2 separate regions of the Sus scrofa genome follow, and region 1 is linked to region 2. A link is a contact called in public HiChIP or PLAC-seq data. All regions are on one chromosome and are shown on one strand. The core of a region is the stretch at or near the end of the contact, and the rest is flanking DNA. Distances in the headings are between cores, read along the strand shown.

Region 1 (6,844 bases), core at 3,767-6,266, 370 kb before region 2:
TACAGTCAAGTTAATGAAAGCAATTCCAAATCCATGCCATTCATTCTCAGGTAACAGTCCCCTATTATCACTTGTAATTCATCACTGACTCCCTGCCAGAATCCCCATACAGCCACCCTGACCTCTGCTACTCCTCTGGAGCCCAACTGACCATCAAGGCCCCAAATTAGAGAGCAGACACAACCCCCCTATGCCATTCAAATTTCCAACTCTCTTCCCAGAGACCTCAATTGTCTTGGGATCATTACATCCCTCTTACCCCTCTACAGTCTGGGAAGTAAACAACATTCCAGGTCATTTCTAAGGCTAATTCTTTCATTTGGGCTTCTGAGTAAATGCCATCCATTTCCTGTCATCCCCCCTGCTCTGTGGGGACTGCTTTTCTGTGAGCTGCTTCTATGATGCTAAAATATCTGGAGTTCCCTTCGTGGTGCAGTGGTTAATGAATCCGACTAGGAACCATGAGGTTGCGGGTTCGGAACCTGCCCTTGCTCAGTGGGTTAATGATCCGGTGTTGCCATGAGCTGTGGTGTAGGTTGCAGACGCAGCTCGGATCCAGCGTTGCTGTGGCTCTGGCATAGGCCAGTGGCTGCAGCTCCCATTCAACCCCTAGCCTGGGAACTTCCATATGCCGCGGGAGCGGCCCAAGAAATAGCAAAAAAAAAAAAAAAAAAAATGACAAAAAAAAAAAAAAAGCTTAAAATATCTATTCTTGGGAAATAAAAACTCAACAAGGCAAAAAAAAAAAAAATGAAGAGGCCTTCACTTTTTTTTTTCAAATTACCACATCTCTCCTTCCTTTCCCTACTAAATTTATTGAAATGTTTCTTCTATTCTCTCAACCTTCGTAACCCACAGTTCTGCTTCTACCACACTACTGGTATTTCTGATTATCCCCAAATCTAGAGATGTAGCCAGGACAGTTCTCCAAAGCCTGATCCCCATTCTCAATTTGTCACAGGTCCCCAAACCAAATTTCCCCTCCCTCAGTAACCTATCTCACTTCATGAAACATGGTTCTTCTACCTGCAACTCACAGCTCTTCCGCACCTCTAATTCTCTATCAAGATAGGAAAACTGTGGGTGGAACAAAAAGCGCATGGTAGTCTTGGGCTTTTTGTAGTTAATGGTGATTGAAAATGGGGCTTGGAAGTCACAAAACTGAGTAACTGTTTCATACAATATGCAGTTCATTTTGTATCCTGCCAATAGGGTGTACAAAAGTGAGGTACTGTCCTCCCACATGCTTTTCACAATTGTTCAGTGTCAAAGTACTGATGTACTCATGAAAGATAAAGAGAACACACTGAGTAGTTCATATTAACTTCCATTATCTCACAACTTAATTATAGGACCTACTAATATCATTATACATTTTTCAACTTGCTAAATGATATCCTTTTTTATGACAGTGGAGGTTACAGTGGACAATGCTAAGAGAAAACCCACAATTATATCAGAAAAACCCTGTCTCTGATGAACCAAAAGAGCCTTAAAATATATATATATATATATTCCATATTGATGTTTCTGTTAACAATAATTAAATTTTTTGGCTTATTGAAATTTATTTTACCCCTCCCCCAAATTCTATACAAATCCAACTTGGTCATAAAACCCTAAAAGATACTCCTAGAAAAGTGTGAATTCTTATGAAGCTGGCTATGTTCATGTAATTTATTTTCTATTGAACCTAGACGGGTGACACACCAATCTACATCACCAATCTGGGTGATTCTAATCTGAACACAACACGAACATTCAAATTTAGGGATCGTAAGTAACAGTGCCTTCACTTTTGTATATGGAATGGGTGATCAATGGGGACCTGCTGTATAGCACAGGGAAATCTACTTAATGTTCTGTGATAACCTGTTTGGGAATGGATATGTGTCTATGTATGGCTGAATCACTTTGCTGCACAAAAGAAATTAACACAACATTGTAAGTCAACTATACGTCAATAAAACTAAATTTTAAAAAAAGCAAGAGTGCCTTGACTCTCTTGGTTAATGAAGACTGCATATACAGCCCAGAGACCAGTATATGAGCAGTCAAAAAACTCATCATCATAAGCACCTTATCAACGGTATTATTTAAACAATCTTCACAGTTTTGTTACCAGGCAACAAGGAAGAAGCAAAACAAAAGGTAAATCAAGTACCTACCCTCTGACAAGCTTTCTACTTTCAATGAAAACTTGTTTTATAATGATTAAACCCAAGGCAGGATATCAGTACTCTGCTATTCAGATCCGACTGTTGCTTGATTTGGCAAATGATGCGATGTGAAGAAAAAACTGACACATACAACTCCAAAATAAAAGAACTCCCTAATCTAAACTTTGCCCATATACATGATTTAGCTGTCTGCTTCTTCCTGAAAAGGAATGACTGGAAGCATATGGTCTTCTCAAACGCCATCTTGAGAGGGGGTAAGAAGGCAGAACATTCCAGAAGGAGGAAAGATTTAAAAAGCAAAGTAGCCTAGGGAAGAAACATCATCTTCCGTAAGTATTGTTAATTCTGCTTCCCATAATCTCTGCTGAAAAGGGTACAGAGCAGGACACATCAGACCTCCAAGCCTTGTGAAAAGCTTGAAGGAGAGGGAGGTTTTTAAAAAAGCAGGCAGTAACTAGAAAAAATAATGCTTAACTTGGGAAAACTAGGGCTGAACAGGAACCTCCCCCTCTATCTTCACCACCTCATTTTGGAAAAACAACCTTGACCGCACCAAGGTTTGTGAGAAAAGGGTTAGAAAAACACAAGGAAAAATGGGGAGGAGGAGAGAGAACAGGACAAGCTGTAAGATATGTATTTATTCGCCTTGCTTCACCCCCCATCCCCCCCACATATTTTGGCAGTGCTTACCCTCAGCCTGTCCCCACTCCCTTGCCCTCATCGTCAGAGCAGGCTATTTCTGCGAACATTAACTTCCCTGTGTTTATTTACCCCAATGCTGCAAAACCTAAATATCAAATATGTGCATAAGTATTCTTTTATTTCCCAATTCCAACTATCTTAAGCACACTTGATTTCATCAATACATTGTGTTCATGTTATAGTCACATCACGGGTTAGAAAAGCTTCTGTGAGTTAGTCTAAGAAACTATAACAACCATTTATAACACTGGAGCCATTAGTTCTGTTCCAAGTTTCATCACTGGCTTCAAAGAAGTAATCCTGGCTTTGCCTAACTCGGTTTTATGACCTTGAACTCAGTCTTTTCTTTCTGGGCCTCAGTTCCCTCATTTTTGCAATGAGGATTTGGAATAGTTGTAAGAAATTTACTATCACTTCCGTTTTAAATGTTTTATAGTGACGCTCTCTATGATTACAGTCTTGCTTCCAGACTGTAACTTCCTTTTAGGTAAGAATCATATTTTATATATTCCCTCTACTTGGTTTGGTATAAACTCAGTAAATCTGTAGACTGATTTAAGGGGTGGGGGAGGGGGCATGCAAAAGACATTAGAATGTGGAGGGATTTGTTCATGGTCATTTTGTAAACTGGATCAGAAATCAGAACTAGACTCCTTAACTCAATTCCAGTATTTTCTATAGCTTAATTCCTCTTCTCCTCCCTCCTCCCTTGTTCTCCACACAACCTCCCAGGCGTGTGTGTGTGTGTGTGTGTGTGTGTGTGTGTGTATAATATGCACCTATATTACGGTTTGAGGCTATGTGTAAAAAATCTTCAAATCCCTCACATTTGACACACATTTAAATGTCTGCATGAGAGAATTCTCCAGAACACTGTACCTTCCAATAAAAACCAGTTAGGGGATGCATCCTCTGAATAAATCTGTATAAACAAGCCCATCCTAAGCTTCGCTCCATCCCTCCACTGGGGGAGCAAACCAAAGGATATGCTTCAGGAAGGAATCTTCCAGATTTAAGCTTATACATCTTGGCAGAGCCCAAAGCGCTAGGGCAAAGAGTTCATAGAGGAGAGGAAAAAAAGAGTCGTCAGGTTTCCTAGAGCTTCACTAAAAAATGGGGGGGGGGGCTATGAGAAATAGGGCTATGAGACAGGTTAAAAATTGCGAAATGGAAGATTCTAGCTTTTAAAAATGCCACCTCTCAGAAGATCCCTGCATTGATTCTAAGCCATCCGAAACCCACTCTATACGTACCGGAAATGGAAGGGGTTAAACTTTTGCGGATTGATGGAAACAGGGAAGCATCTAAAAATCCAGGGTGGGGGCCTGAGATCCTCAGGGTCCAGATGGAGCGGGAAGGGGGCGGGAGATGTCGCTGGGTCAGAAGATGAATAGGGGGGTAAAGAGAGAGTAAAATGCCGGCCAAAAGGAAAATCGGAGGGCAGAGGTGAAAGAGGGAGAGGGAAGGAGCCCGGGAATGAGCGCAGGGCGGAGGAAGGTGGGGGAGGGGACGACTGGAAGCGCAGACCCGAGGCGGAGGGCCAGGATGGGGGACACCCGGGAGGCAGGGGTGTGGGCCATCAGCCCCTGGCCCCGGCGGAGCTTCGTACCTGTTGGTGTGGAAGCGGTGGAGAGGGTCCGTGCGATGGCAAGAGGAGAGCTGGCAGCCGAAGTCGCTGATGTCCAGGCAGCCCGGCTCCTCGCTCGGGCAGGTGCCCACCCCGCGAGGGGGTCCCAGAAGCGGGAAGGGCTCCTCGGGGGTTAGAAACTTCTCATACGACGTGGTGGCTGACGCCTCGTCGGACATGGTTGGAGATGGCCTGGCTCGGGCTCCTACTCTGGCCACGGGCTGCTCCCGCGCCTGTCCCTGCCCCCACTCTAACCTGTCGGCAGTCGCCGCTGCGCCGGGGTGTGCCCGCTGCAGCTCACTGGCAGGCTGCGCGCCGCGGCCCACCGCTGCCCCGGGAGTGCCAGGCGGCACGTAGGGGCTGCTCGACGCCACAGGGGCCCGCCGGCCACCCAGTCAGCGCCTCGGTGGCCTCTGCAGCCGCCTCAGCCGTCGCCGTCGCCGCCGCCGCCGCCGCCCGACCCAACCCAGTCAGCGCAGGGCCGCGCCGCGCCGCGCCGCGCCGCGCCGCCGCGCCGCCGCCGCCGCCGCCGCCGCCGCCCGGCCCGCCCACTGCGCTCGCAGCTCGCGACTGCTGCAGTCCGCCAGGCGCCCGCAGGGAGGGGAAGGGCGGCGAGAAGCTGCTCCCTGTGCCCCCTGCTGGCGCGGAGGAGGAACTGAATCTCGGTTCGCCGCAGCCCGCGCCTCCCGCCCAGCCCCGCCCCGCTCCACGCGTCAAATCAGGGATTCTAGGCGCTGGAAGGGCCCGGTGCCGCAGGCCAACCTCCACCCCCGCTTTCTCACCCTCGGCCGATTACTAAGCAGCAAGCCGCAGCCCTGAGAAAAGGGACTTGGCCAAGGTCATACTGAGGGTGCGTGAGAAAGAATTCGGAGGCTCTGGTTCCCAGCGCACTCGATCACCCCGTCCCAATTCAACAAGTATTTCTTGAGCTCCTGCGGGGTGTGTGCCCAGCACTGTGCAGTGAGCTGCAGGGGAAGTAAGCCAAGTAGGAAAAATAGTCCCCGCTTCACCCTTGATCACCTAACCCAGAGAACTCTGCGCAACAGACACCAGGCTGCTTAGAGTTGCTGGACACGTAGTGCTCTTTTGTGCTCTGTGCTCTTGTTCGCATTATGTATTCTGCTTGGAATGTCCTGCCATTTCTCCACTGCTAATCCTTAAAGCCCCAGCTCAAACGTTACCTCCTCTGTGAAGCCTTCCCTGACTCCCAAATGAGACAGGCATTCCTGCCAATGATCTCATAGAAGATATATTATGATATACATGTTCAACTTAAATCAACTTATAGGTGTTACATGCTTTTCTTCCTATCCCTTTCTCTTTTCTCCGTCTTCTGACAAGTGGTTCTAGATCTTTCTTGGAAGATAAGTTTTTGAAAAATAAGTCGGAGGAAAACGCAAGATTGCCAACTACTTATTTTGCCAAATAAAGACAATTTTTTAAACTTACTACTATTTTATAAAAGGAAACACATTCTCATATAAAATGATAAGGTCATAGTCCCTCAATAAAAACATTAAGTATACTTAGCTTTATGGCAAAACATTACAATCAACCTTGAGGGAAGCACAGATCTGAAGTAAGTGGAAAGGAAGAAGAGAGAACGTAGCAGGAAGAGGAGGATAAAGGGGGTTGGGAGAAGTGGAGAGTTGTCACAGGAGCCTCAGTCTTAAACTCTGTGCCTTGTCCTATTTATTCAACCTATAAGGAAAACAACTCCTTAACCACTCCTTAAAATTTATATATTGTCTTGCTTCAGTTATTTGGTTACTCTAAATGTTGAGTATGTCTGTCTTCTTTCATTTAATTTAAAGATCGTGGAAGTGAGAGTAATGATGGTTTTGACCAGTGGTTCACAATGCTCCAATGCCCAAAGGCCTGGGACAAGTGAGAAAGAATAGGCCATAGCTTAGTCCCCACAAACAAGAGATCTTATTGTCCAAATGAAGCAAGAGTCAAGTGCTGCATTATAAATACAGGTACTCAGGTAATAGCACCAGAAAGTATTAAGAAGAAGCTGGCAAAAATCATCAAACTTAAACAAATCTTTTTTACACACACTATACAAGGACAGTGTTTTTCCAACTGGAATCCAATGACAGTCTGAGCTTTTTTACAAGTATGTTTTACATTCAGTTTTAAGCATATTTCTGTAGTATCTGGATCATTGAATGATAACTGCCACATAATTATGACTTTTTTGAGTCTGTTTTTAAAACCAAGTTGGCACAAGGTAATACTACTTTAATTGTCATGAGCTAGTGAGAAAACAAATGAGGTGAACCTCCTACTTCATGGCTTGCTGTACAAATGAAGATTTTTCTAGTAGTTTGAA
Region 2 (7,087 bases), core at 3,245-5,744:
TAGGTTCTCAGTCTTTTTTTTTTTTTTTTTTTTTTTTTTTTTTTTTTTGTCTTTTTGCCATTTCTTGGGCCACTCCCGCGGCATATGGAGGTTCCCAGGCTAGGGGTCGAGTTGGAGCTGTAGTCACCTGCCTACACCAGAGCCACAGCAATGCGGGATCCAAGCCGCGTCTGCAACCTACACCACAGCTCACGGCAACGCCGGATCCTTAACCCACTGAGAAAGGCCAGGGACCGAAGCCACAACCTCATGGGTCCCAGTCAGATTCGCTAACCACTGAGCCACGACAGGAACTCCAGGTTCTCAGTCATTTGATGTAGCTCTTTCTGCCACATGGATGGGTCAGCTGGAACAGAGAGGGTGTTGATTACAGGAGAGGAGAGGAGCTAGAAGAGAGTAAATACCCCTAAAAGGAGAAAACTTTCTCATTACTATTTCCATCCTTGGCCCTGACAGTCATGGGCTAGCAAACTAGACAGATCCCAACTAAATTGTTCAACTGTGAAATGCCTATGGGATGATGCAAGTATAAATTGATAGACAGAAGAAACATTGTCATCAAAGAAACACCAGGAGTTCCCATCATGGCGGGGCAGAAATGAATCCAACTAGGAACCATGAGGTTGCAGCCTGGCCTCGCTCAGTGGGTTAAGGATCCAGCGTTGCCGTGAGCTGTGGTGTAGGTCGCAGATGCAGCTAGGATCTGGCATTGCTGCAGCTCTGGGGTAGGGTGGCAGCAACAGCTCCGATTAGATTCCTAGTCTGGGAACCTCCATATGCCACAGGTACAGCCCTCAAAAAGACAAAAGACAGACAGACAGAAAGAAAGAAACACCATTTCCATTATCCTTAAAATATTAGGTTTCTTTTTAACTTTTAGATTAACTAAGCATTCTTTTAAAATCATCCAATCAGCTAGTCAGAACCAAGTGAAAAGATATCAAATTAATCTTAGAATGGGGAGTTCCCGTCGTGGCACAGTGGTTAACGAATCCGACTAGGAACCATGAGGTTGCAGGTTCGGTCCCTGCCCATGCTCAGTGGGTTAACGATCCGGCATTGCCGTGAGCTGTGGTGTAGGTTGCAGACGCGGCTCAGGTCCCGCGTTGCTGTAGCTCTGGCGTAGGCTGGCAGCTACAGCTCCGATTCGACCCCTAGCCTGGGAACCTCCATATGCTGTGGGAGCGGCCCAAAGAAATAGCAAAAAAAAAAAAAAAAAAAAAAAAAAGACAAAAAAAAAAAAAAAAAGAATGGAAGCAATTTCATCTACTACCTAGAAGCCATGGGAAGACACTGGTCTTCCTCTCCACCCTCCAGAACAGACTGACCGCTACCTCCCAGATCTAAGAAGGCTTTCATCGTCTCGAGGTAAGACAAGCAAGGCCAGTAGATACTGTAGGGCAGGGCAGGTTGTACCCTGCACAAGGGTACCCAATTAAGAGGGAAAAAGTGGAGGCTGAAATTTATTCTTCACCTGCCCTGGTGTAGCGTCAATATCTCTGAGAAAGAAAACAAAATTTTCTTACTGCTCCACTAGAGTGGACACTTCTTTGCAATTTGTCTGCCTCCAGGTGGCATATATTTCTAATTAGCACAAAGGCATCATCTGAGCAAATGGCAGCCTTGAGAATTCACTGAGAGATCTTAGAGCCATTGGGTGTTCTGTGAAGTTGGCAACCATAAACAGCCTCTGTCTGGCCTTGGGCCTTGAAGCCAAATATTGACCGAAGCTATCTTTCCCTTTCGGTTGACATAGCTTGTGAAGACAGTGACTCAGCTGTAAAATCAAAGGAAGAAGAGAAAACTCGCATTTTCCGAGGACCCAATAAGAGTCAGAAAGCTGCAGACAAGTAAGTGGAATGGGCAGGAAGAGTATTCACATCTGAGAGGGTACCATGGCACAGTGGGAAATCACGAGGGCTTTGCAGTCACAGAGAAGTCTGAATCTTTGCTCTGCTGTTTATTAATTGGCACCTTGGAGTGAATAACTTCTCTGGGCCTCAATGAGGATTCATGAAGATATAAATATAAAGAGCCGAGCATAGTGCTTGCCTGGCACATAGAAGGCATTCAGCTCCTATGTTTTTTTCGGCTACGACCCTGACTCCAAAGTTAATCCGTATTATTCATACACTTGGCTTTGGGACCTCACTCAGCAGAGCATAAGTTCAGGTCTACCAGACAGAAAATTGGAGCAAGAGTCAGACTGAATGACAATGTCAGATACATCCCTTCTTATATAGTACATTGGGTAAATGACTCCTCTCTCGAGTAAAATAGACCATGCCTAGCTCTGGTGCTGAAAAAGCAGAGGAAATGACTTTTCCTGGGCACCTGCCGTGAAATACATACCATGTTAAGCCTTTTACATACTTTATATGTGCTAAATCAGCACTGTCCCATAACATCGTCTGTGATGGGAACGTTTTGTATCTCTCGGTATCTGATTTGGCACTAACACTAGCCAAAAGTAGCTACTGAGCCCTTAAAATATGGTACTACTGAGGAACTAGATTTTTAATTTTACTTAAATTTAATGAATTCAAATGTGTCTAGTGGCTGCTGTATTGGATACTGCAGCTCTAAGATTATGATGCAGGAATATTTGTTCCCACTTAATATATGGTGAAACTGAGGCTCAGAAAAATTAAAGAACTTGCTGAAAGTCACATATATGTAAATAACTAAACCAGATTCAAAACCAAGCAATTGAAGGTTTAGCAGAGTAGTAATGTCAGGTACACTAGGAATTACCTAGGCTCCACTACTTACAAGTTATATAACCAAAGAGAAATAATTATAGACTCTAGAACTCACTTTCAGCATCTATAAAATAATTATCACCTAATTTATAGGCTCATTGTTGGGATTAATGGCTTAGAGCTATTAAGGAACTGTGGCTTTCAATAACTGTTTTCTCACTATCCTTTTTCCTTCTCTGCACATGGAAGAGGTTTATAAATAAACTAAAAAAAGACAACTGCAGGGTAGAGAGAGCATTTGGGAAACATAAAAGCAAGAGAGGAAACACATGAGATTTTATGTGGTATCTATAGAATGGAGATAAGGGAAGGTATGAAATCATCTAAATATTTCCATTTCCCTGCCCTCTTCTTGATGCTCTAATCAACAGTAGCCAAAGCAGAAAACAAGGTATCTGTAATGTATTTTGAGACCCTGAAAGACAAGCTGTTTTGGCTGAATAACAGAGTACTGGCAAGGGCTTGAGTTCAAGGGGCAGGTAAAGTTCAATCCTGGTTCCTGTACTTCTGTATGCACTTGAGAAAATAATTGACTCTGCTACACAATAATTTTTAATCTGTGAAACGGGACAGAGAACATGCAGGGTGTCTCAATAGAACATGTACTTTTTTTTTTTTTTTTTTTTTTTTTTTTGGCTTTACATTCTGCAGCACCCTCTAGTGGAGTGTACAAAAATAAGCATTTTATTTCTGCTCTTCAAAGCAGTGCTTTTTAACTTCGGTGTGCGCTGGAATAACCAGAACAGTTTGTTATCTGTCGTAACACAGAAAGCCAAACCCTACTCCTAGAATTTCTGACTGGTTAGGTTGGAGGTGAGGCCTGAGACTATAAATTTCTGACAACTTCCCAAAAGGTGATAATGATGCTACCGGTGAGTCTGGGAAACACACTTTGAGAACCTCTGCTCTAAACCTCACCCATTCCCCGGGGGGGGGGGGGGGTGTATGTGTGCGTATTTATGAGCGCATACCTGCGTGCATGCACACATGTATAGGATCTATAACTGAAAGAGGTACAACTTTTGTTTGATTTTGATTAGTATCCATCTAATAAGGATTTTGTGAAGAAGAAAAGAATATCTGTGTGAAGAATATGGTAACACTACCTAAAACACAGAAGGCATGCAAAAAAAAACCTGAAAGCACAGCATATAAATCCCAGGGCCTCAGAACTAGTAAATGGTGGAGTAAGGTTTAAAATCAGGTCTTTGACTCCAAAAACATAATACGGTTTACCAGTACCACTACAGAAAACAGGGTAGAAACACATACCTAATCATAATTTCAAGAGGAAAAGAAAATCAGTTTTCAGTAATTGGGTCCAAGTCCAGTAAAGATGTATGTCTTTACTAACTAAACAAGCCATCTATATTTTCACTTGGGGTGGGGGTGGGTAAGGGTGAGGGAAGCACTTGAAGTGAAGATCCTAACCCCAGAGACGCTTCCAATCTTCATCAGCACCAGTACCTCAAGTCTTTCATCAGTTCTGACTGCCCACCCCTGGCAAAAAAAAAAAAAGGCAAGAAAGAAAGAAGAATGGGAGGGGTGATTTTTTTTAATAAGGAAATGAGGTAAAACATTTGTATCTAGGGCCATAGTCTCCTGATAGAGCAATTAACAGAAATTAAATTGATTTTTCCCCAGCAATGAAATATATATGAGTGATTTCTATAGATTGAAGAGTTCAGCAAATCAGAAAGGGGGGGGGAATCCCATAATTCCAGGGACCAAACAGCCAATCCTTTGATGGAATTTGGCGGCATCTAGTGGCAGATGCAAAAGGTATAAACCTCATCCAGAGAACTTTCTGGAAAATTAACTGAGCGCGTACTTGCCTGAAGAGCACACTGCTTGGAGATCAGGAGTGAAAGGTAAGAGAGCCTCAACTCCTACAGAAATTGGGAGTCCCTAGTGGAGGGGAAGTCTGTTGTATATAGATATTCTCTGCAGAAAATTGTTTGTGCCAAGAGAATTGTACAAAACTTGGGGAAGGGGGGAGGGGAGGGAGCGGGTAAGAGGTGGGGAGAAGGTTATTAGGGAACAGGAAAGAAACTGTTTCGTGGAATTGCTAATATAGGAACGGGAAGGTTCGGCTTTTAACCACTGGAGGGCTAGGGTTTAATACAGGATTTTGACACGGAAAAAAACGTGGGAAGAAAGTGTAATTTTAGGGTTTAAAATTAAATCGATGAGAGATCGAAATATCCCTAGCAAAGACCCTTTATCTTAGTTACGGTCGCCTTGCCTTAACTATTTAATGATTTTCCTTTTCATCAGAACAATATTCAAACCTACGAAAGTAGAAAACGATTCTTACAGAGCGCGCGCCCCCGCACACATCCGTGCGCGCGCGTGTACACACACTCACACACACACACACACACACACACGAAGGCGCACGCACCCGCTCGGCGACACACAACGGCCCCAACGCTAGGGGCGCACGCCTGCGCACACCCGCCTCCAACGCCACGAGGCCTGGCGTTCGCGCATAAGCCATCCCCAAGGCCACGCGGGCTCGCCTGCGCACAAACGCCGTGGCCCTGACACCACACGGCCGCAGCACGCCGCCACCCGCCACCAGCATACACACCGAAACCCCACTCTGCCTTTTTTTTTTTCTCCAAGAGTTGCGCAAGAGGTTGGGGGCGTGGCCCCAGATTTGACCTCGCGCTTCCCCACTCGCGGGAACTTTAGCTCATTTCCGCCCATCCTGTTTCCGCAGGCCACGTAGACACTTCCTTTCCCAGTGGAAAAAAAACCCATAATGCCTCCCTGCAGGAAAAAAAAAAAAAAAAAAGAAAGAAAGAAAAAAAAAAAAAGAAAAAACCTCTGGTCAGAGGAACTCTGGGTCGTGAAAATAGGCCACGTGAACACCCTGCCCTATAGACTTATGACCCAACTGCTGTCGCGCTTTTGGGGGGCGGGCTAAGAACCTAAGAGGGCGAACGTCATTGGCCACAGTCCGCACTAAAGGAGGAAGGTGATTGGTTTTCCTCAAGTCTTAACCGTGAAGAAGCAGGTTGCTAGCACCCGCCTTTACTGCGGCTAAGTGTCATTGCTGACGTGGTGGGCTTCCACCAATCATTTGGTTATGGAACATTCTAAAACTTAGGCAAGACGATTGTGATTGGCTAGAGGGCGTAAGCCCGCCTCCAGGGTGACGTGTCTGCCTATGGATATCAGTTGCCAGAGAAACCTGGCTTTACTATGGCGGTTGGAGGGTCGGCAGTGATCACACGTCGGCTGCTGGAAAGAACTGGATTCTCGTTTCAGGTTTCGGGGTGGGGGTGGGGAGAAAGGGTTGCCGATTTCCTCTTATCGTTGCGTATATAGACAAGATTAACTGATGGCTTCACAATCAGGCAGAGCTAGATTCAAATGCCTACTCGCCAACGCCCAGCTTGGGCTGGCTCCCGTTCTTTCTGTGTCTCGGTTTCCATGTTTGTAAAATGGTGATAATAATAGTATCTACCTCAGAGACGTGTGCCTCAGAGGCGTGTGCTGTATATTAGTGCGTATAACTAACGAATGCAAAGTAATATAATATAATACGCTTAATAACTTAATATGAAGCCTGACTCCGGAAGATATTAGCTGTTATTATGGAGAGAAAAAAACGCGTAATAGAGAAAGAAAACATAAATTATGTAAAGTCGTTCATTATAGTGTTTTTCCTGCCCATCATCTCCTCCCCTAGAAGAAATTCGAGATATAAAAGAGACGTATCAGTTTTTACCGATGGAATAGTTTATTTGGGAATTGCCTCAAAATAGCGGGGATTGGAATTTTCCATATTGAAAAGTTTAAAAAAAAAGCGGCGGGGGGGATGGGGGTGGGGAGAGATGGAGAATGAGCGAGCTGGAGATGAACCACATGCGATGAGTAGGCCTTGTTTGGATCCTGATTCGGACACATTAACTATATTTTTTTAAAAAACTGTTTAAGATGCATCGGGATATTTTGAAGTCGTATTCAAATTCGATTTTTTGGGGGAAATTGATGACGATGTTTTAGACGTTAAAATGGTATTGTGGTTATGGTTTCAAATTGTCTTTAGCTTGTAGCAATATATATGAAAATACGGATTAAATAGTAAAATGTCTGAGATTGGCTTCAAAATATGTTGATATCTATGATTTGCTTCAAAATAATCTCAGCGGTAGGGGGACGTGGGGAGGGGTATAGATGAAACCAAATTGGCCCTAAGTTAATCGTTTAAGCTGAGTGATGGGCATATATGATTTCTTAAATTATACTGGCTTTCTTGGTATATGTTTGAAATTTTCCATAATAAAATACAGAAAGTCAGCTATTCACTGAGC

What was found. HiChIP or PLAC-seq counts read pairs in DNA pulled down with a chosen protein or histone mark.
Region 1: an H3K27ac HiChIP or PLAC-seq map of alveolar macrophages shows a contact between it and region 2. The contact joins the promoter of FAM199X here to the promoter of MORF4L2 in region 2. A contact is called at or near these places in 2 of 47 Hi-C or Micro-C datasets (embryonic fibroblasts and epiblast stem cells) and 1 of 2 datasets of contacts at active chromatin or transcription factors (alveolar macrophages).

The regions. Positions count from the first base shown.
Region 1 is chrX:84,935,325-84,942,168 of Sscrofa11.1, reverse strand. It overlaps FAM199X (protein FAM199X), which reads right to left and starts at 5,016. Exons shown (of 6, transcript XM_003135275.6): 1 at 4,492-5,016. The coding sequence starts at 4,688.
Region 2 is chrX:84,563,711-84,570,797 of Sscrofa11.1, reverse strand. It overlaps MORF4L2 (mortality factor 4-like protein 2), which reads left to right and starts at 4,494. Exons shown (of 4, transcript XM_003360402.4): 1 at 4,494-4,633.